2 separate regions of the Mus musculus genome follow, and region 1 is linked to region 2. The links are chromatin contacts, called in public HiChIP or PLAC-seq maps. All regions are on one chromosome and are shown on one strand. Each heading gives the region's core, a stretch centred on a gene start, on an enhancer-like site or on the middle of the called end of the contact. The rest is flanking DNA. Distances are from core to core; before and after follow the strand shown. Region 1 holds the start of Fryl (FRY like transcription coactivator). Region 2 holds the start of Slc10a4 (solute carrier family 10 (sodium/bile acid cotransporter family), member 4).

Evidence for each region. HiChIP or PLAC-seq counts read pairs in DNA pulled down with a chosen protein or histone mark.
Region 1: an H3K4me3 HiChIP or PLAC-seq map of embryonic stem cells shows a contact between it and region 2, with 16 read pairs. The contact joins the promoter of Fryl here to the promoter of Slc10a4 in region 2. A contact is called at or near these places in 1 of 39 promoter capture datasets (embryonic stem cells), 2 of 115 datasets of contacts at active chromatin or transcription factors (embryonic stem cells and neural tube) and 2 of 9 other capture datasets (adipose tissue and embryonic stem cells).

The regions. Positions count from the first base shown.
Region 1 is chr5:73,254,266-73,258,762 of GRCm38.p6, forward strand. It overlaps Fryl (FRY like transcription coactivator), which reads right to left and starts at 2,353. Exons shown (of 63, transcript NM_028194.2): 1 at 2,135-2,353.
Region 2 is chr5:73,003,688-73,008,197 of GRCm38.p6, forward strand. Slc10a4 (solute carrier family 10 (sodium/bile acid cotransporter family), member 4) reads left to right here and starts at 3,217. Exons shown (of 3, transcript NM_173403.2): 1 at 3,217-3,969. The coding sequence starts at 3,380.

The DNA.
Region 1 (4,497 bases), core at 1,103-3,602, 250 kb after region 2:
TCCTTGTGTGATCTTCTTTAAAGTTTAGAAAGTCTCTTGTCTAAATATGCCACTAAATAAGGAAGTAAAAACGGGAAATTTTAAATTTGTTCTAAACACCTCCTTCCTATAATAAGCAAGGAAGACTATGCCCACCAGGTACTTGCCTGATATTGTTAACACAGGAGAATTAAAATAATAAGGTGGAACAAAAATGGATATTATCAAGGGAATTCTCTCTCAAGTATCAATGTCTCAAGTTGGACTTGTTTCCCAAATATAGTTTCTGTGTTATTATTGTTGAGATTGGGAACGTTCAGCATTCACTCAAGAGTTCTTAGACAGTAGCTTAAAGATAAACAAATTTTAAAATCTGCATTGCCTTAAAGGAAGGAAAAAACCCACCCGGGCCAGGTGTCTCAACAAAATTCATTCTTGCAAAGTACAAAATACTGTAACAGAGCACAAGGCAACCAGGATCAGCGGCTACATTTGAAAATAAGAAACAAAAATAAGACCAAAGAATCATAGGCCGGATGCTACTTCCTTGATAAGGCTGCAGCTTGCCGCCTCCAAGCGCTCTACAAACCATTGCTCAAGAAACTGTCAAAATGAAGGCTTATGAAAACATTCTTTTCTAAATAAGGACTCCAACAAGGGATGTGTTGTTTCTAGCTATGATTTCTGCTGCAAGTATTGACAAGTTCAACACCGGCAGAATGTTCACAGTGCAAAGACCTCTTATTTGATTCACCAATAGCAAGAGTGCCTGCCTGCAAGTAGTTACAATGCCTGCATTCAGTAGGGGAGATCAACTTTATGGAAGGCACCTGCTAGGCGGAACAGCAGTTTATAAAACCAACTTTTATTTCCATCAAAAGTTGTTCATTGTTCCCCCCCCCCCCCAATCCTACAGACCCTTCTACCCTCCTCGAAGAGCTTCTGTCGTGGAGTCCCGGTAATACTTTCCCTAGTTCAAAGGTTAAAGCACATTTAGTTCTGTCTGAAGCTCTAGCCCCTCAGCCATTCCCCCACCCGTTTATTTATTCTTTTATTAACACAGCAACCTGGGACTTATATCCTCGAAAGTCTACAAGCAAAGCGATTGTAGGTAATGAGGAACAAAGCTGGACTAGTAGTAAAGCATTCAGGCCCCAGATCGCCTTAGATATCGGCCTCTGCAGACGCAAGAAACGAGGCTCGGCCGGGCCGGGAGAACCTGCCGCCCGGAAGCAACAACTCCCATTAGAAGGCAAAGAAAAGTTGCACGGCTGAGCTCCGGACCGCGAGGAGCCAGCGCCGGTGTCTGCGAAGCCGGTGGCCCGGGCTGCACAGGCCCGGCGGCGGGCGGTGACTTTGGCGTCCGCCGGGCCGACCCCGGCTCCGGAAAGGCGCGGGTCCGGGGGTGCGCCGTCGCTTCAGGCGGAGTGGGCTCTGCGCCCAGGTCCGCACCCCTCCCAGCACCGCAAGCAGTGGGCGGAGAGACGCGGCGGAGGATCGCGGACAATGCCCGGCCGGGCCGGCAACCTCGGCGCGCAGCGCGAGCCCGCCGCCTCTCCTCCCGAGGCCGCCTGCCGGCACCTTCAGCCGGGTCGGATGATCAACCCAGCAGTAGCGCCTGCCGCCACCGCCCCGCCGCCCGCTTCCTCGCCGGGCGGTTCCCGGGTCGCGGTGAACCCGCGGCGTGCGAACCAAGCCGGCGCGCCGAGCGGCGCAGGGAGCGCGCTCAGGGCAGCCGGGCGCGCGGGAAGAGCGGAGCGAGCGTGGAGACGACGGCGCGCGACCAGGGCAGCCGGGAGCGCGGGGAGAGCCGGGCACGGGCCGGGAAGGAGGCGCGCAGCAGAGCGGGGCGCGCGGTGCTCCCCCACGGGTCTGCCGCAGCTCCGACGGGCTTTCGGTTGACCCCGGCTCAGTACCGCGCCCGCGTCCGTTAGGAGCCTCCCCAGTCGGCGCCGCAGCCGCCCATCCCGGTCCGCCTCCCTCGCGGCTCGCAGCAAGAAGGGCAGCCGGGCCAGGGCCGGGGACCCGGGATCCCACGGCCGACGGTCGGCGGGCATCCCGGATCCTACGGCCGACGGTCGGCGGGCATCCCGGATCCTGCCCCCGCGCTGGAAGAGAAAGTGAAATGAAGCGCCTTTCCCCAAACAGCACCTACCAGGTCCCCAGTCCCGTGCAGCTGCCTCGTTCCTCCAGCGCCGCCGGTCCCCGCCCTCGGGCCCCAGGCTCCGTTCTCTTTGACAATGGCGCGTCCCCTTTAAGGAATAATCCGATCGGGACCGATTCGTGGTTAAACCTCCCTCCGACTCTGATTTTAACCGGATTTCTGTCTCTCCCAGAGCCCGACGGGCGCCCGGCAGTGCTGCGAGCTCTGCCCACCCCTTCTCTGCCCCGCCCACCCACTCGCCTTCCTGATTGGCGAAGGATACTACACCAGGAACAGCGGTCCTCGCCCTCCACTGGCCGGCCTCCCCGCCGCTCAGAGTTTCCCCACCTTCGCCCCGCCCCCTCCCCCGGGTTGGACCTACCTCTAATCACTCTCGGTCCTCGCCTCCAACGTTGCTTTGGAGAACTGGCAGTCACGGCTCACCCTCCCGCCTCCGGAAAGCTAACTTTATTTTTATTGGTAGAAAGACATCTTCCTGTGCACCTGATTGGGTAAGAAAAGGCAAGTCTGCACGCCCCTTACCTTTTATCACTCTCCCTGGACGGCTGAAAGACAGTCGTAAAGTCTTCCCTATTTTGGCACCCTCAAAGCCTCTGTACCTTTAAATGTTGGTAGAGGTCGAGCACAAACAACCTATACTGAGGAAGGCGGGAAAGAGAGGTGGAAAGGATGCAAAAATCTTCAGATAAAAAGCACACCACAGCAGCTGCGGGATCCTGAGAGCCCAATCCTATTTCGTGAATGGAGTGAGAACACCTGAAATCCTAATACTGGCTCCTGAGAATTAATCAAGTTCACACTCCCTGTCTACTCTGCTCACATCCTTGACTTCCTGGCTTTACGCACCCGGAAGAATTAACGAAGGTGTCTTCAAACCCAGGGGTTTCCTTGTTTATCTTGCAATAGGACGTTCAGAAAAGCGTTAAGTTCTTCCCATTAGAAGTTCCGTTTAGGTCACGTCCTGTGTGTCATACTGGCATTTGCGCGGGACTATGCTATTTTTTATTATTTTTAAAAATTGTTTGGAAAGATTAAACATATATTCCTCTTTGCTGATATTCTCAAAGTTCCTCTTGTTACAAATGTGGACACCAGAGGGCTAGTCTTTGAAGGACAGTGGCACCTTTCCGGGGAAAGCACATCTACCCAAAGGAAGAGGGAGAAGTCTCGCCAGGAGAAACCTGAGTGGCAGAACCCTGCTCATTAAAGGAGAGGAATCCTGCGACAACCTCGGGATCTGCATTAACTTAGCACCAGGTTCCTACCCCAGATATAGGAAACGAAGGTTATTTCCAAAAAACCTGAGTGTGGTTATGGCTTTCGGACCCGCCAAGAAATAGTAAGGAACAGGTTAAGTGTTCTCTCTATTTTCTATGGTCTTTGATACTTTTGACGATCCTTTGACGACGTCAGAGGATCCCTACAGGTGCAGCAGTCACCTCCAGTAGTGCCAAGAAAGTGGCTGTGCCCAATGCCGCCCTAGACCAGACCAGCTTAGAGAGAGGGAAATAAGCATAGACAGTTGAGAGATAAGGCTTTTTTCCTGAACTCAGAGAGCCATTATTATCGAGGAGCAGTAAGAGAGGCGGGACTTGATTGGTGTTTGCAGGTCCTTCCTTTTAAATTGTTTGTACATTTTTGCAGCAGTGGGAATGAATTTAGGGACTCATGCATTCAAGGTAAGTCCTCTACCAGTGAGCTAAAGTCTCAGCCCCTCACGATTGTCACACGCTGAGACAAGAGATGGGAACCTAGCTGTTTTATAAGGCCTTCACAAATACAAGCACCCAATTACGGCCTTTAACTAAGCCCCCTTTCCAACCTACTCCTCCAGATACAGTCATCCCTCTTTCCCATATCTGCAAGGGAATTTCTTCAAAGACCCCCCACCCCAGGGATACCCTAATCTTCCGTTATTCAGGTCTCCTATAAAATCACATGCCATTGACATGTAGCATGCAGAGTCCTCTACATATTGAAAATAAACGCTGGAGTGTCTCTAATAGCTAACACAATGTCAGTGCTATGGGACTCACTATTGTACTGGATCACTGAGAGAATGATGACCAATAACATCTATGCATGTCCAATGCAGACGTGATCAGGGTGGGACTTGCTACATAGTGCACGCCAACAATAATTTAAATCCCTCGTCCTCCCAATATTTTCCATCCATGCTGACTAAATCTGAATGAAGACAAGGAACCTGAACTTGTATGACTTCACACTTGTACTCACTTATACCTGTACATGTGCGCAGTCAACTGTATGTCTGTGTAACCATCCTTAGACGTGTAGGCACATATGTGTTCTTTTTCAGGATGCTCATTTATTGCTTATACACTTGCCTTTTG
Region 2 (4,510 bases), core at 1,967-4,466:
ATACGGTGTTCGCGTATGTTTTCAATTCCCCAGTTGTTTCCTTGGGATAAACACCCGGAGATAGACTCACCAGGTCAAAGGGGTACACATTTGTAGGGCAGGTGTCATCTACTGCCAAGTTTTCTTCTAGAAACGAAAGACTGACCAGATGAGTGTGGAGTTGATGCAGCATACCTCTGCTCCACCACATAATCTTAGTCATTCTAATCTTTTCCGATGCTAAGACAATGTCCTCTGATTGCTACACTTCCATTTGTTTGGTTGTAAGTACATGTGAGTGTTTTCTATAGTACCACTGTTTTCATCCCTTCTTGTGCTCTTGTGTGCATTCCTAGCATGTACATTTTTTTCCTGCTGCACTTTTAGTTTTTTTTTTTTTTCCCATCGACGGCTCCGTCCCCGATCCTGGAAGGTTCCCCTCAGCAGTGAGAGGTCAGGAAGAATAGAACAGGCAAGAGCACCCTTTCCCTTTGCACTAACAGCAGCCACTGCAGGAGAAATGGCCACAGGTCTGTGGGGTCCACACAGCCCCCCACTGTTGTAGGCTGAGCAGGATCCTGGCCTTCCTAGTTTCCATCTGGCACTCTCTGTTTCCATTCTTCACCCATTGTACAAATTGCCTCCCAGATTTCTCCCCAAGCCCTGAGAGGAGCTGGTTAGTCTGCCTGTAATGACTGCTTATTTGATTTGTGGGTTTTAATATCTTTAAAATGAGGAGGAGCCATGTTAAAGCAAACAGGCTTGGTGCACGATCAACTGAGCCAGCCTCAGCTGCATCCCCTGCCAGGGGTGTTCTTAGCTCATCTTAAGCCCAGGGCTTGAGAATATAAAACAGCTCTGTAACAAAACACCTGAGATAGTCAGCTTACAAAGAGAAGAGGTTTTGTTTCATGATTTTGAACGTTTCAGGACTAAGCAATCAGCCCATGATTGCTTACCTGTATTGCTTTGGAGCATCGGATGAGGTTCACGTTGTGGTGGAAACACACAGGAAGCCAAGCTGTTTGTCTCTTAGCCAAGAATCAAAACCGGGGCCGAGATCTCACAGTTCTCTTTGCAAGCATTCTCTCAGTGAAGTAAAGAGCTTCCAATAGGCCCCACCCCTTAGCGGTGCCTGGACTTCAAAATAGTTCCAGATTGGGACTGAACCTTTAGCATTGAGGCTTTGGGGGGAAATTCAAAACTTCAACTATAGCTGGGCTCAGAAGGTAAGGCCGCCCTGATCTTGTGATAAAATGGCACTGTCAGGATGTACTCAACTCATGAAGAGCATATCTCATTACACATCTGTCTTTTAACCTCACAGGTCTTGAAAACATAGACTATGTTTCATTACAGCCCACGTTCTTCAGAGCTTTACACATGTGAATGCACCTTTTTTTGAGTTTAGGACATTAGGACATATTGTGTTCCCAAATGTTTGCTGAAGTTCTAACCTCCTTGAGTTAATCCTACAGGGGAGGAGTAGAAGATTGTGTGTGCTTCAGTACGGTAGGATTGTAGTTTTTCATAGCCTCTGCCGTTTCCATGAGACCCGGGGAGGAAGAAAAGCAAAGACAGGGGCTCACAGTGTCACCTGTCTCTCTGGGAAAGGGATAGGAATCATTTCCTGTGGGGAAGAATTCACTCCGTCTTGGTTTTGCTCAGCTAGAACACCCTGGGCCCTGACTGTAGGCTAGACATTCCCATGTTGGCTGTCAACTGGCTGTCACTGCTGTAATTGCTCCAGGGACATTCCCACCTCCTTAGGAGATACACTCTGTGGAGAGAAGTGCCTTTCCTCTGACATGTATGGAGTGATGGGCTTCACACTGCTGAGCCTCTGTTCCTGTAAACTCTGATGTGATTTGTGTGGGGATTAGCCTGTCTGCGGGCAAGCCTCTCCACACTTCGTTTCTGTCCAGTCCTCTGATCCCAGTGCTGAGACTCTACTCATGACACTTCATAAATCTGTGACCATGGAAATGTCTTCTCCCCACCTGCCATTGACTCCTTTAAATTTCTAACAACATTATAAACCTTGTTTTATATGTGTGTATGTATATATATAAATCCTTGCAAACAAATAAAACTTCACACACTAAAACAAACCAGACCCAAAGTCTATACTACCTAGTTAGTTAGAATGGACGTTTGCAGTGAAAGCTGACCACAACACCCTTAACATTCATTGTTTTCATCAAGACTTTTCTCAGCCCAGCTTCACAACAAGGTGGAGATCGAGCCAGGTACTTAGCAGCTTCGTATGGGGAAGTGGGGGTGTCCTGCCTCCAACTGTAAGAGTCAGGTATGACCCAGAAGGGGAACTGGCAACAAGTGATTGAATATTTTCAATACAGGGCCTGGGAGGATTCAAGTTTCCTAAGCAGAGACAATGCAAATGTGTGCCAAAGGCTCTCATCTGATCGTTAGCATTGTGTTTGTGATTAAAATGCTATGCCACCCACAATAGATATGTACAATTGCAATGTATCGATACAAATGAAATAGAATTTGTAGACAGAGTATAGAGCCCATGGGTTTGCCCTGGCTCTGAAATAGCACTAGGCTCAAAAAACCATGATCAGTATTATTGTTTTTTAAGTCTTAGACTGGACATAAAGGCTTAACACTTTCATTTACGAATTTAAGCCACAGACATGTGCTGCTTTTAGACTGGCTCACATGAAGCCTGGTGCCTCTATGGGTAGGGCTGCGGGTTATTTAAGCTATTTATATATATGACTTACATATACATAGATAAACTTCTTTTTCTCCATTCGATGAGTCTGGCCCTCTAAATTTCATTACCAAAGAGGCCGAGTTCTGGTGCGCAGCTGCTGGGCAATCTGACTAAAGATAATTTTGTACTGCTAGGCGAAAGCATTGGAAATGTTTTCATCATTAAAAAAAATCAGATAAATGTTTAAGGAGCTACATTCAATATGACTTGACAAGCTTATACATCTATCCAAACCTCACATGGGACTTTATGTTCAAATTTAACATTTGAACTAGAAAAATTATTTTCAAAAGAAAAAAAGGCAGGGCCATCAGAGAATTTGATGGGTAGCCAGGCCTGGTTGGTCTTCTCCGCCCTCCTGGGCTTTGTCGGGTCTTTGTTCCACCCCTGGCTGCACTGGTACAGAACCACTTAGCTGTGATTAAAAGGAGGGGACCGAGCAGCAGGGCGGGGCCTGCGGTGCGGGCGGGCGGCGACAGGGCCGCGCGGCGCTCAGTGCCAGCTGTGGGGCAGCATGCACACCACAGCGACGACCGGCCCGCCGCACCGACGCCGCGGGGACGCTTGACCAGACAGACAGGTAAAAGGGACCACAGGACCGAGGGAGGAGGTGTGGCCAGGGACAGCCCCTGCAGACCGTGCCTCGGCGACAGAGCCATGGACAGCCTGGACAACACCACCCTGCTCCTTGCCCCGTCCTCGCTGCTGCCTGACAACCTCACCCTGTCTCCCAACGCCGGCAGCCCGAGCGCCAGCACCCTTTCGCCTCTCGCTGTCACCTCTAGTCCCGGTCCGGGGCTCAGCCTCGCTCCAAGTCCAAGCATCGGCTTTAGCCCCGAGGCAACCCCGACTCCAGAGCCCACGAGCAGCAGCCTCACGGTCGGCGTGGCTGGCCAGGGCTCCTCCGCTTTCCCCCGGCCCTGGATCCCCCACGAGCCCCCATTCTGGGACACGCCGCTCAACCACGGGCTGAATGTGTTTGTGGGCGCCGCCTTGTGCATCACCATGCTGGGTCTAGGCTGTACCGTGGACGTGAACCACTTCGGGGCGCACGTCCGGCGGCCCGTGGGCGCTCTGCTGGCTGCGCTCTGCCAGTTCGGCTTCTTGCCGCTGCTAGCCTTCTTGCTGGCCCTCATCTTCAAGCTGGATGAGGTGGCCGCGGTGGCTGTACTCCTATGTGGCTGCTGTCCTGGTGGAAATCTCTCCAATCTCATGTCCCTGCTGGTAGACGGCGACATGAACCTCAGGTATGGCCTCTTTCTCACCCCAACCCATAAAATTCACAGCAAGAGGGGTGTGTTGGAGTCCTTTGGGTGAAGCCCTGAGGAGGGATGGATGGGGTGGGGATGGGTATATGGAGGCTTGGCTTTGAAATCCTGGCGGACATTTAAAGATTGTGTGTCAGTGGGGGAAGATCTAGACTAGAACCTAGCTGCTTAAAGGCCCTGGGATTTCACACACAGCCCCTCCCGGAGAGACAAGGTCTTAACTCATGTCTCCAGGAGGGCAAAGAGAAGGGAGAAGTCAGAAGCTAGGACTCGAAGGAAATGCAAAAAAAGCAAATCAGGACTGTAGTCCCATAAGGAAAGTAATCTTGAGAGTGCAATGTAATCGAGTTTCATCCAACAAGTCGCTTCGCCAGCTTCCGTGCTGCAGGCTATTTGGTAGGGTTAAAAGAAAAAAGGTTTCTTTCCTTCGCATCCTCTCAGGTACCCAGTTTCCAGGCTTCACGACGCCCAGGGCAGCTGTCCTGGGTCCTGCATCCTAGGTCATTGTCTTGCCTGAATT